2 separate regions of the Mus musculus genome follow, and region 2 is linked to region 1. The links are chromatin contacts, called in public promoter capture Hi-C maps. All regions are on one chromosome and are shown on one strand. Each heading gives the region's core, a stretch centred on a gene start, on an enhancer-like site or on the middle of the called end of the contact. The rest is flanking DNA. Distances are from core to core; before and after follow the strand shown.

Region 1 (6,810 bases), core at 2,476-4,975:
AGGATCATCATAAAGAATTAAGTCATCTATTTGTCTATATAGCATCACTATAAGGCAGTACATCTTTGTAGATCTGCAGAGATCTGCTCAAAAGGATGGGCTAATACCCAGGGATTGTTAAATATATTTAATAATAACAGGAAAAACATAATAGCAGGAATACTTCCTAAAGTGATTTTCTCCTGGGCCATGCAAATCCAATCGGAGCAAATCTCTCATGGGTTATTATACTCCGAGGCAGACCATTCCAGGAAGATCACCTGCTAGCTATTAGCTTGTCCTGTGATGGCTCCTGACTCTTTGGGTTTTGTTTTTAATTTAAAATGTGGTTTCAGGTGTGTATGTTTCAATGTGTGTGTGTGTGTGTGTGTGTGTGTGTGTGTGTGTGTGTGTGCAGTCATGTGCCTGCCATAGCACACATGTAGAGGACAGAGGACAGCTTTTGAGAGTCAGTTCTACCACGTGGGTCCTAAGGATCAAACTCAGATCACCAGTCTTGGCAGCAGGAACTTTTACCCACTGATCAATCTCGTTGGCTCAGACAGCTTGGTGTTTAGAGTATAAGCTAAATCTGCTAATACAATTTTAATCATATTAATACAACTTAATCATGGTAGCTTTTTATTCTTTTTTAAAAAATTAGTGGGTACTGAAAATTAAATAGGGAAACATGCAATAATATGAATCCCATCAAATATTTTTACAGAAAAAGTATCTGCTTAGGTTAATATGGGCCAACATGAGAGTATGCTTTGGTCATCAATTATACATGCTGGGATATATCCCAAAGGAATTAGTAAGGGTGTGCACATTTCAGTATTCAAAATACAGTCATGTTAATTATAAAATAAATATTTTAAGCTTACATTTATAGTGATTGCTGGTAGAAGAGCATACATTGTACATGCTACAGATAAAGCAAAGATGGAGCTGAAGATAAGTACTGAGATCAAAATTGTCCACTAAGTCTTTTCAAACGAAATAGTTAAGAAATCAAATAGGCACAAGATTTTCATTTTAATATATATTTGTACATAGTTAAATATATACCACAGTCATAAACAGACATCATTTGGGGGTGATTTTTTAACTTCTTGCTCAAATATAGTTTGATTTTTCTCCTGGGTAGACTGGTTTGGAAAATTATTCTAAAGGTTTGGGAAGCACCATCCTCTGGTAGGTGCTTCTTCATGAAGAAAAAAGGAGAAGATATAGGGAAACACATAGGTTTCATTTTACCAAACTTCTAGAATTCCCATGGAAGTCAAATGTACAACTTGCCTGGTCTGGGGAAGATTTGGAGGAACAGTAATTTTTATTTTTATTTTTACCTGTTTTTAGTTTGTAGTACAGATGTGACTGCATCCAATACTGACACATTGTTCCTCTGGCCCACAGTCCCAGTCACCACGGCAGAGCTCAGCACAGGTGCCTATGTCAGAAAAGATCAGTTGAAAGCAGGCATGGTGGAATAAACCTTTAATCCTGGACTCCTAGGCTAAGGCAGGCAGATCATCAGCTAAAGGTCAAGCTGAATTACTTGATGAGTTTATCCTCTCAAGGACAGACAAATAGACTAATGAAAACCTCCATGCTTTAGATTCAAGTGCTGAGGACGACAGTCCTCGATTAAGGAGTACATTTCACCAGTTCCTTTTAACTGAAGTCATAATACCATTTGTAAAGTGTTACTGTCTATTTCTGTTAAAACAAGGCACACACATAATCTCATTAAAGAAAGCCTACTTTAGAGACATGGATAGAGGGATTGCATCTGTGGAAAGAAAGGAGGAAGGTTGCTTAAATGAAATCATTTCCCCCCACATGACAGTCCATGGAGCAGAGAAGGGCATATTCAGACTTGCTGGTTACCTTACAGTCACTCTGTGCGGTTAGTCTCCCTAGCTCTGTTTTATAGCCCTAAGTGTTTCTGGTGCTGTTGTTGCTTTGTGGTGAGAAAGCTGAAGATCTCTTGTCCCTAATCACAGTCGTTGGAGCAATCATTAAATATTTATGGTATTTTGCTGTATATGAAGCATTTAGGAAGGACATGGATGTAAAAAGGGCCTCTTAGAGCCTTCCAATGCAAGTAAGACTTATGTCTAAGGTACTGGAGACAGAGCAGTGTTTCACAAGTGTCCTGCAAGGTAGTTCTAGAAGACTCAAAGGGCTCAGAGGAGATAAAACATTATTTGTTGTTCGTCAGAAAAAGTAAGCCTTGGAGTACAGGGATATTGTCAAGAAAGAGTAGTGGGGGAAAGCAGGAGGGGTGCTGTGTGGAAAGATGCAAAAAGTCACAAGGGGAAATGTAGTAGGGTGGAACTTTGGGGAGGTCCGTGTGTGACCTGGGACACAGGACCTACAGAGGCACTCCCAGGACCAGAGACTGACTCTTCAAGTCCTACCCCTTAGACATATTATCTGCCACTCCCAGTTCCCCTGGAATAGGAGGAGTCAGGAGGATTGGCAAGTAGAGGTCTGGGCGAGTTTGGGAACAGGAGAAATAAATGTTGCAAAGGGCAAGCAGGCCATCAGGACCTGTGGATTTGGGATTTCACTTAATAAACTGAGAGAAGGTCATTTGGGAGGATTATCTGCTGCAAAGGCATAGACAGAACCAGGATCCAACTAGTAAGCACATCCAAGAAGGAAGAGGGGGTGGAGAGGGCTTCTGGGAAGCTTTTGCAATGGCAGGGCTGTGGAGTAATCAGGGATGGACACAGTGAGGCAACAGAGGGCAAAGGACGGAAGAGATGCAAACTGTTTCAAAAACAGGTAGTTGATGGAGTGAAGACGAGAGGCTAAACTCTATCTAAAGACATTTAGGGGCAAGCATTCAGTCCAAGATAATCCAGGGCTGGCTGGCTGTAGGATAGGGGTTGTGGGGTAGGGGTGGGCAGACAGCATCAGTCTGCAAAGGCGAGACTTTATTACAGAGGAGAGTGTGTCAGGAGTTTGATGAGGCTGTGGTCACAAAAGGGCTAAGGGAAGAATGGGCAGAGGATTAAGAGTAGTCCTTTGAGGCCAAATAAGATGGGGTGGATTGTGCTTGTAATCCCAGCATAGCAAGATGAAGCAGGAAGATTGCCATGTTGTTGAGGTCAGCCTGGGTTACACAGTCAGTTCCTGGCCAGCTTGGGCAAACATACAAACAAACAACAATGAAAACCCACGGCAACAAAACCCTTTCTGAGAATAATATTGGTAAAGAAGATTGAGATTGACCTGTGTCTAGCATAATTACAAGAATATTTTCTGTAGACAGGTCAAGGTAGACGCCAGTAGAGAAGGAGACGTCTGGGAGAGGGAGCTTGGCTGAGGAGCAAGCAGGAGGGGGGTCCAGTCAGGTGACCCAGGGAATGGAGAGAGGGAAAGCAGAAGAGGGATTCTGTTCTGGGGAATTCAGAGGTGACCATCAAGGAGGATCCTAAAGAGAACTCTTTCCTCCAGTTTCTCCCTCCTTCCTGCACACACTGGTTCTGGATGTCTTCTCACCCCTCACTTGAGGAAGAATAGTGCAACCGTGTTTGCCCAGACGTACCTAAAAGCTGCAGAGGTCTCACTGCAGCCTGCAGCTCCTGTACCTCTAGGCTGAGGGTGATGAGGGACACCAACAGAAGGAAGGCTCCTAGCTTCATGCTGCTGCTGAAGGATGTTAGCCAATACGCAGCAGGGCCAAGAGCTGCCAGAATTTAAACCTCTTCACCCACTGAGCTAGGCAGCAAGGCTAGGGGCGGGCCTGCACACCACAGAAGCCAAAGCCCCGCCTGGAAACCAGCATTGCCAGGGACACACACTATGTATGTCCTGGGTAGTGCCATCTTACTCAAGCCAAGCTCCGTGCCACAGAACACCCTCTGTTCCACAGATAGTCCTCCTAAAGTTGGAAAGCTGGGGTGGTAAGGGACTCTCGTTCCTTTTCAATGAAGTATTAGAGATCTACTCTGGGCCAGGAATGAGCTGTGATAAGGAATGTGTCCTCAGGGAATGACAATCCAGGAGCTGGGTGTCAGCTAGGACACCATCTGCTTTTGTACTTCTCTCTCCTTGCTCTAGGACAGTTGTTCCTGTAACTGAGGGCAGGGAGAGACCGTGGGAGAGCCAGTGGGGTGCGGCCACCTGTTGAGGAGACAGTAAGCCAGCGTCGTTCCCTCTGCCTTGATGCCATCATCTCTGCTGTTTGGAGCCTTCATTTTGGGGAACCCCAGCTGTCAATATCTACATCAAACCCTCCCAGGATGCCTCTCAGGCTGCACCACTGCTGTGCGACTTGGAGAGTGAGTGGGGTGAGAGTGACAACTAGCCCAGGTGTGAGCTTTCACTTCTTCCTTCTTGTAGACACGCCTGCTAATCCAGATGAGTGATTTGTAACTCAGACCATCTGTGGTTTGGGTGCCAGGGGAGATACCCTCTTCTTTCCCTGGTGGTGGGGGAGGAGCACACACAATGTGTCAATTTGATACAAGCTAGAGTTCCCAGAGAGAAAGGAGCCTCAGTGAAGAAGAGGCCTCTATGAGATCCAGCTCTAAGGCATTTTCTCAATTAGTGATCAATGGGAGAGGGCCCAGCCCATTGTGGGTGGTGCCATCCCTGGGCTGGTGGTGGTCCTAGCATCTCTAAGAAAGCAGACTGAGCAAGCCAGTAATCAGTTTCCTTCCATGGTTCTTGCCTCCAGGTTCCAGCCCTGCTTGAGTTCCTGTCCTGACTTCTTCCAATGATCTGGCAGTGTAAGCCAAAAAGCCCCTTTCCTCCCCAACTGGCTTTCTGGTCATGGTGTTTCATTGCAGTCATAGAAACCCTAAGTAAGACAAATACTGTAACTCATAAAATACCTTAACATGAAATGAGCTGGAAGCAGGGGGTAAGAGGGAGAGGGAGAAGTCACAGGATCAGTTTGTTGTGCCTTTGTAGGTGTCTGGGAAAATGGTTTATTTCAACAGTAGAGGGCAGGGGCCCTAAGTTTAATTCCTAGGAACACACACGCACACACGCACACGCACACGCACACGAGGGGAGAGAGGGAGGAAGAGAGGACTATCATTTCACAAGGACTATGGTTCCTAATTCTGGAGCTACAGGAAGAGTCTCTTCCTTTCATTTGTCACAGATCTTACATGCCACAAGCTGGAGGTCCTCTGACAAACAACTGATGCCATACACTGCTAGCTCTCTCAAGGGGGTTAGAAGACAGAGTTATGGGCCGTGCAGAAAGTATTTTTGCAAGCTGCTTTAACTCCACTCTGCCTAGCCCACTGGTGTACAATTTCTGCAATAGTCCAAAATCTGGTATATTACTGACTTCTCGTCACTGTGATAAAATACCTGGCTAATGTAACTGGAAGGAGGAAGGATTTTTTCTGGCTCCGCCCGGTTCACTATTTGAGGGTGTTGTCATCACGGTGGGGAAGGCATAGCAATCTATGCAGCTAGGACGTCTCACAGCTTTGCAGACGAGAAGAGGGAAAGAGAGACAGAGATAGTGAGACATGAAGTGATCCGAAGAAAAACAGAGACCAGAGAGACAGACAGATGGAGAGAGACACACAGAGAGAAACAAACGGAGAGGCACACACAGAGAACAGGTCCTAAGTCTTCCATCCCATTCCTAGTACCCTACTTCCCTCAAACAAGCTCTAGCTCCTCAAGTTTCTGAAGCCTCCCCAGACAGCACCCCCTACTAGGGACCAAGTATTCAAGCATCCAAGCCCATGGTGGGGACATGCTATGCTTGAACCATAACAACTAATAAAGACTTTTTAGAGATCTTAAGCACTGAAGGGGGTACACAGTGTGTTTTCATGTAATTCCATATTTTCACAATACTGAGACTGGAAATAAAACCATTTCTGAAGTTACACAAAGGTCAAAGGTGTATGGAGATCATTCTCATCTCTCTTCAGATAGCCTTAATTCTGAGTTTACTTTTGATGCCCTAAGCATGCGCTTTATTGGGTCCTGAGAGATATTCAGAGATGAGTGGGGACTTGTGAGTTTGAGGGAAACATTCCATCCTGCCCCCTCATGTCTTCTCTTGGGCCCCACTTGTCTCCACCATCCAGGCACTCCCGTCCGCTCTGCTTCATTCATGATGCTGAGTACAGTAACCTTTAAGCTGTCTGGCTCAAGCTCTGCCTGGAACACGGAATTCCCTTTCCGTTCTTCTGTGAATGTGGGCATTCTTGTCTGTCAGAAGTCAAGTCCTCTATCAGCCATCCTAGCTTAAACTTCATCTCTGAAACTTTTCCAGGCCCAAACCCTGGGAGAGTAACTTGGTCTTCAGACTGTCATAGTCCATAATGAGCTCTGTTAGCACATAGTACTTAATTACTGCTGCCTTACATTTCTCTCCTGGGAGGATTTGATAGCGAGGAGGGGTTTGTTTGTAATGCCCCATGTGGGTGTTTATTGTTCTCAGTGACTCTAGGGAGTGATGGTGTAGATTTTTCTAGCCACATGATGATGGGGGAGAGAGAAGATTGAGAACGGGAGAGGTTGAGGGGAGGACAAGATGCTGGGGTGGACCTACCTAGATCTCATACTGAGTTCTTGAAGCTGCTAGACCGGGTATTCAATAAAGGTACACACCTTAAGATGACAGCATTGGAGCTCAATAAATCAATAAATCAATCAATAAAGGTACACACCTTAAGATGACAGCATTGGAGCTCAATAAATCTCCACTGGAATCCCACCGTGTACCACTGAACATGTGACTGTAGGTAGAGAAGAATTCATTTTAGTCAATAAAGAACCATGCTCATTTTGAACCCAGTTTATGCATCTGCTGGAGTGTGCCAGAGCTGGTGTTCA
Region 2 (6,810 bases), core at 2,426-4,925, 170 kb after region 1:
AAGATTCATAAATAGCCCTGGTCCACCCTGAATAACAGGTATGTGCACAAGCTGTTTCACTGAAGATCATCTATGAGAGCTGTTTCATTGAGAGATATAACACTAAAATCCTTGGAGACCATCCCTCCAAGCCCCCTCCCAGCACTCCCACTTGGGCTGGCATCCTGCAGACCTCACCTGTTCCAGGTTCCACTTCTTCCTTCCAGCTTGGTGAGCAGCAGAGTTCTGGACTCCCTGAGAGAGAATGCAGGACTTGGAACCAAACCTGGTGGGGGAAGGGCAGGGAAAAAAAACACCCCATGCTGAGAAGTAACTGGTGAATGCAGTTACTTAACAGCTTCCAGCCACTGGTCATGCCTGCTCCTCTCAGAATCTAGGTGTAGGTTTGCTGAGACAGTAATTCCTCATTTGCATGGGTCAGTGGTGGAAAGAAATATCATTCGTTGATATAGATGATCGGGAAGGCAGCAGCCAAGTGCCATCTTGAGATAAAGTCTATTATTCAAAACTGAGCTATGCTGGGGGCCTGAGATGGGAGAATTTCTATCAGTTGGGGAGCCATAATTTGGCTTGCCACAACCTCTAGGTGAGGGAAATTGACTTGTGGAGAGCTGGAGGGGTGACTATGGACAAGCTAAAGGATCAAGTTCCAGGAGGTCAGCTCAGGCTGAGAGCCCTGCCCTCAGTGACCAGGAACAGGTTCCTCAAATGAAAATAATTCTGGATTTGATGGGTTTTGAACTTAAAGCAGGCAGATGGATCAAATCCTAGAGCCAGCTATTGTTCACTGCCATGGACCCAAGAATTCCGAAGTTCCAAGTTTGTGCACGATACCTATATACTGACAAAAAGCAGCATAAGGGAAGAACTGATGTATTTTAGCTTACAACCCAAATTACAGTCCATCATAGGAGGGAAGTAACTGGCAGGAGTTTGCACATCCGCAATCAAGAACAGAGAAATAATCACTCCTCGATTGCATAGAACTTTCTTACACACTCCAGGGTCCAGCACCTGAAATGGTGCCATCACTTTCCAGATGGGTCTTCCCACTTTAATTAACAATCTCCCGTACGCATGCCCAACCTGATCTAGATAATCTTTCATTAAGACTCTCTTCCCAGTGATTCTAGGTTATATCAAGTTGCCCATTAAACTAACCAACACAATACTCACAGTGGCATTCCCCCAGCAGGGTGATTCATATTCAAGAGGTCTTGAAAGTATGGAAATAGGTCCTCTGCTTAAACCAACTCAGTGCTGTGGTTTCCTCCCACATTCCCAGCACACTTGGGGAATCACCCTCCAGACAAAGCATACAGCACCCCAGCGTTACAATCTGTCTCAGGAGGATGCAAGAATCTGTCCAGACCATAAAAGGAAACCCAGGAGGCCTGCAGAACCTGTCATGTGAAGAATGGGAAATACAAAAGAGAAGACCTTGCACATGGACATTACACTCCTGTCCAATACAAACTCAACATCAGCATAAACCACAGGAAATACAAAAGTTTAGAGCTTTTTGTTTGTTTTGTTTTTTGTTTGTCTGTCTGTTTGTTTTTGAGACAGGGTTTCTCTGTGTAGCCCTGGCTGTCCTGGAACTCACTCTGAAGACCAGGCTGGCCTCAAACTCAGAAATCTGACTGCCTCTGCCTCCTGAGTACTGGGATCAAAGGCGTGTGCCACCACTGTCCAGCAAGAGTTTATAGCTTGACTGGTCCTCCTCTCCCATCTCCATGCATGAAAGGAGCATCCCAAGAGAACATAAACACCTGGATTAAATAAGGAGCTTGATACATGATATGAAAAAGGAAGTTGGGTTGGAGAGATGGCTCAGTGGTTAAGAGCACTGACTGCCCTTTCAAAGGTCCTGAGTTCAAATCCCAGAAACCACATGGTGTCTCACAACCATCTGTAATGAGATCTGATGCCCTCTTCTGGAGTGTTTGAAGACAGCTACAGTGTACTTGTATATAATAAATAAATACAAATCTAAAAAGAAAGAAAGAAAGAAAGAAAGAAAGAAAGAAAGAAAGAAAGAAAGAAAGAAAGAAAAAAAGAAAGAAAGAAAGAGAGAAAGAGAGAGAGAAAGAAAGAAAGAAAGAAAGAAAGAAAGAAAGAAAGAAAGAAAGAAAGAAAAAAGAAAGAAAGAAAGAAAGGAAGGAAGGAAGGAAGGAAGGAAGAGGAAGTAGGAGGAAGTAAATAGGGTATAGAACCATTGGGGGAGGGGACCATAGCAAACTACTGGAGATCCAAAATACAATTAAGTCAAATTAAAAATTCTGCAGAAAGCCTTACCAGTAGAATCAGTCAAGAAAAGGACAGCATATCTGAGCTTGAAGACAAGGCACTGGGAGCAGAAAGTGTCAAGGAAAAAGATGAATTAATGAAAAGGCATGAGTTGGACTTTGGGCTATTTAATACATGAGGAGAAGATAAAGTCTAATAATCACAGATATAAAAGAGTGAAGTTCTTTCCAAATGCACAGAAAACATTTCCAGTGAAATCATAGCCAAAAAAAATTTCCTAAATTAGGCAAAGAAACATCTAATCAAATAGAGAAGTCATTTAGAACACCAAAGAGACAAGACCCAAAAAGAACTTCTTCTTGTCATATTATAATTAAAGTTATAGTACTAAGTATTCAAAACAAAGAAAATGTGTAAAAAGCATCAAGAGAGAACCACTAAGTCATGTGTCAGGAGATGTCCATCAGCGTAACAGAGAGCTTGGAGAGGCGTTCCTCAAGCTTTGGAAGACATGAACCTCCAGCCCAGGACAGTATTGCCAGCAAAGGGCTCCTTCATAACTCAAGGAGAAAGGGGATCCTCCCTTGATAGAAAGAGGCTAATGAAACTCACGAAGACTGAACCTGGGTCCTCTGAAAAAGCAACAAGTGCTCTAAACCAGTGAGCTGGCTCTTTAGCCCTCTCTTCCTATTCTATTTGACCACATCAGACTAAAACCACAAATGAACAGCAAACATTCACAAACTCACGGAGATTGGATAACTGAGTGTGTAGACCAGACTGGCCTCAAACACACACACACACCTGCCTCTGGCTCCCAAGTGCTGACACCAAGTGGTGAACACCACCCCAACCAGCCTTAGATGTTTCTTCTGACAGACGTTCTAAAGATTTTTTTTCCTCTGATGTTAAAGTATATTAAAAATATCTAAAGGGGCTGGAGAGTTGGCTCAGCGGTTAAGGACACTTGCTGGCTTCAGTTCTCAGCATCCACATGATGGCTCACAACCATCTGTAACTCTAGTACCAGGGAATTTAACACCCTCTTCTGACCTGCACAGCACTGCATGTATGTGGTAGACATACACACATGCAGGCAAAACATGGATATAAAATAAATCTTTAAAAATTAAAGAAAAATAATTAAAGAAGGAGTTGACAACAATTTTATATATCTCTGGCAAGACATATAAGTTTACTTTTATAATCTATATCTGTCGGTCAGCTGTCAATGAGCATAAGCCAGCGTCCTCCAAGCTAACCTCTCATCAGGGGTCTAGAAGGATCCCTCACTCCCACCCTGTGGCCAGAGCTAAAGGAGTGAATGAATTTTATAAAAGGAGAAATCCTTCTGGAAATATTTACTCTCTCTGAATCAATTTGAACTTTGGAAAGCCCCAAGTCACCTTTGCCCTCCACTTCCCACTGCACACTGTTCCCTCTCTTAGAACTAGCATGTTGGGTGTTATGTAGTCAAAGGAGGGCATTATGAGCTGTACCCCAGGGACTTCCTGATCCTCTTACATGTATAAATAGCAAGACCGGGCCAGGAACAGCAAGCAGTCTGAAGGCCAGCTGGGTCTGCCCACTAAGAAGATGAAGCCTTTTCATACTGCCCTCTCCTTCCTCATTCTTACAACTGCTCTTGGAATCTGGGCCCAGATCACACATGGTGAGTCCTGTGGTGGTAACTGAAAATTTGGGGGGAGTTCCAGAAGGGGCAGCATTTAATAATTTCCATCCCAGACAGAGCAATGGAATTTACTTAGTACAGACCTGCCTCTGGCTATAGCCCCTGGATCAGTGGTTCTCAACTACCGGTTGCCACCCTTTTTGGAAGTCAAACAACCTCTTCACAGGGCTTGCCTAAGACCATCAGAAAACATAGATATTTACATTATGATTCATAGCAGTAACAAAATTACGGTTATAAAGTAGTAATGAAATAACTTTATGGTTGGGGATCACCACGACATGAGGAACTGTATTAAAAGGCTGCAGCATTAGGAAGGGTCTGGTCTGGAAGCTGGTACACAAATGGCTTGCTTCCATTTGGAGAAGCAAATGTTTTCCTTTTTCATAGCTAGAATTATTTGATAACTTTTCCTAGCCAATCCTAGCTGACATTGTAGTTAGATCGAAATAACTATAATTAAAGCATACATTTGTAGAAATGAATATAAAACTCTGTGATGCTAGAGTTATTAGATGTCAGCTAGTATAGAACCATCATTTTTAAGGCATTGGGACCAGTCAGGCCAATGGCTCATCCAAGGTCACCATTTCATCTGAAGCTATGATATTTTAGTTTATGGAGGTGACCAGGGCTCAACACAGAGAGGTCCTGTGAAATAAAAGAATGTATTCCTCAACTTTTCTAAGGAGGAGAGATACATCATGTCTCACAGAGCCAAGGAGAATATTGGAGTTAGGCCAGGAGGCATAAGTAATGAAATAGAGAAACTTGTGTCAGATTCTTTATTGGAGATACTGGAAAAGAGGAAGGGCACAATGCAGGGTTCAGTTAAGATTTCCTAGACTGAAGAAGTCGAGCAGACTTTGTATATATGGATGGTCTTTAAGGATCTAGCTTTAGGAAGAGTTAGGGCAAGGGAAATACCAACATGGTGTTTGAGAATGATAAAGGTTGGGTGCTGGGCTCAGTGAGAGTTGGTTAAGAAGCAGTTAGCCCCTCCCTGTGGTCAGGATTTTAAGTATGCCAGAATACCATAATATGCAGAAAACAAAATACAGTTAGTAGAGTTAGCTATTGCTCAACTGTCCAGATGTTGATTCATTCTTCCTCTGGCATCCCTGAGGGGTGGGACAAATGGAAATGCATCATTCTTGTAGAAAAAGAAGAAGTTAGAAGACAAGCAAGCCTTGTATATATTATTGCCCTGCTCACTTTTCAAACCAGATAACTGAAACAGAGAATTGGAACAGCCTTCAATAATGTAAGACCGCATGAGTAGTGATGGGTAAGACTAAGAGGCAGATTAGTAATCATGCGTTCAAGAACAGGCACTGCTTCTTAAGATTTACTTTGGAAGCCACCCACACCACATCAAACTTGTTAAATAATAGCCGTGCACCCTACTACAGATAATTCATATGCAACCATTGAAGACATGATATAAGGGATTAGTAGTCTTGTCTTAGCACAATGCAAATTCCCAATCCTTTAGCAACAATCTTTGGGCTTCGATATATTTGGGATAAAGGATTATTATGGATTTTAAAAAGTGATACATTGCTGGATGTCACTCAACATCCCTGATGGTTTTTTCTTCAGTGTGTCCTTTAATCAGGCATTTATATAAATGTGGACTATTAGGAGCCTCATTTCACTTCAAGGGACTTTGTGTCACCAAAGGGGTTTGTGCTTCAAGTCAATAGAGTTTTTGGTTTTTTTGTTTTGTTTTGTTTTTTAAGATCCCAGAAAAATCTCATGTCACCTAAGGGGATAAATGAGTCTAGAGCAGATCCTAGACTCCAAGTGTGTGATGGTGGTCCTCAGCAGAGCCTTCTCAGCCTTGGCAAGAATCGGGGTGGGGATGGTGAGTAGAGATGCTAAGACAATGATGCTAACCTCTGCCCTCTGTCTCTTCCAGCAACAGAGACAAAAGAAGTCCAGAGCAGTCTGAAGGCACAGCAAGGGCTTGAAATTGAAATGTTTCACATGGGTAAATATTTCATTACAGCTTGTACTGAGAAGCACCAGGTGGTTGCAGATCAACACCAGAGCATCCCCCTACCCGATGACAGAACAGAACAAGGTCATGAGGGTGGTTGAGGATGCTGTCCAAAAATCTTCAAGAAGATCAGGATGGGCCATTAGTATTCCCTACAGATGTGCCTTCTCTATGCACCGAGTCTGCCTTGGGGCAGAAGTCACCTATAGGTGACTGCGCATGGCTTCCCTTCTATGGACATGTTCCCAGCCTGATTGTGGTCCACGTTAGGCCCACTCAAAGGTGCAGAAAGAGATGACAATGAGTGCAGGGTGAGGGGAAGCCTCCCCTGAGTCCCGGGGCCTTCTTATGCCCCCATGGGACCATCACCCCAGCAATGACCTGGCCTTTGAGTGCCCCCTTGTTTTCTTGCAGGCTTTCAAGACTCTTCAGATTGCTGCCTGTCCTATAACTCACGGATTCAGTGTTCAAGATTTATAGGTTATTTTCCCACCAGTGGTGGGTGTACCAGGCCGGGCATCATGTAAGTGTCAAATTCACTCATTGTGTGTTATGGGGAGGGGGAGCCTCCAGGATCTTAGATGGCCTGGTGGATAGACTTCCAGAGAAGACCCATTCTTGGATCTCACCAGGTGGGAGGGGGGATACTTCAGGGTGTAGAGAAGGAAACAGCTAGCAGAGTCACTCCATGAGTCCTTAGAGACCCTCACAGGTCTAGAGGGGGCCCCAGAGAGGGGATGATGGTGCTGAGCTACCTCCTGGAAAGAACAGACTGTTGAGTGGAAAATCAGAAGGTTCAGAGGATGGGGCTCCCACCACCCCTTTACTAGATTAACTCTGATTATAATCTTTCTTCTCCTTTTTC

What was found. Capture Hi-C pulls out chosen DNA fragments and counts their contacts.
Region 2: a promoter capture Hi-C map of liver shows a contact between it and region 1. The contact joins the promoter of Ccl9 here to the promoter of Wfdc21 in region 1. A contact is called at or near these places in 22 of 39 promoter capture datasets (3T3-L1-derived adipocytes, the C10 cell line, the HPC-7 cell line and 14 more), 4 of 15 datasets of contacts at CTCF or cohesin (CD8 T cells, the NIH/3T3 cell line and large pre-B cells), 144 of 484 Hi-C or Micro-C datasets (the 63-12 cell line, the AML12 cell line, B cells and 86 more), 48 of 115 datasets of contacts at active chromatin or transcription factors (the 230-238 cell line, CD4 single positive thymocytes, the HPC-7 cell line and 35 more) and 6 of 9 other capture datasets (adipose tissue, bone marrow-derived macrophages, embryonic stem cells and 3 more).

Annotation. Positions count from the first base shown.
Region 1 is chr11:83,743,855-83,750,664 of GRCm38.p6, reverse strand. Wfdc21 (WAP four-disulfide core domain 21) reads right to left here and starts at 3,725. Exons shown (of 3, transcript NM_183249.2): 1 at 3,542-3,725; 2 at 1,332-1,432. The coding sequence starts at 3,638. The coding sequence ends at 1,338.
Region 2 is chr11:83,575,501-83,582,310 of GRCm38.p6, reverse strand. It overlaps Ccl9 (chemokine (C-C motif) ligand 9), which reads left to right and starts at 3,675. Exons shown (of 4, transcript NM_011338.2): 1 at 3,675-3,922; 2 at 5,865-5,936; 3 at 6,360-6,468. The coding sequence starts at 3,847. E230016K23Rik (RIKEN cDNA E230016K23 gene) reads right to left here and starts at 250. Exons shown (of 9, transcript NR_036453.1): 1 at 178-250.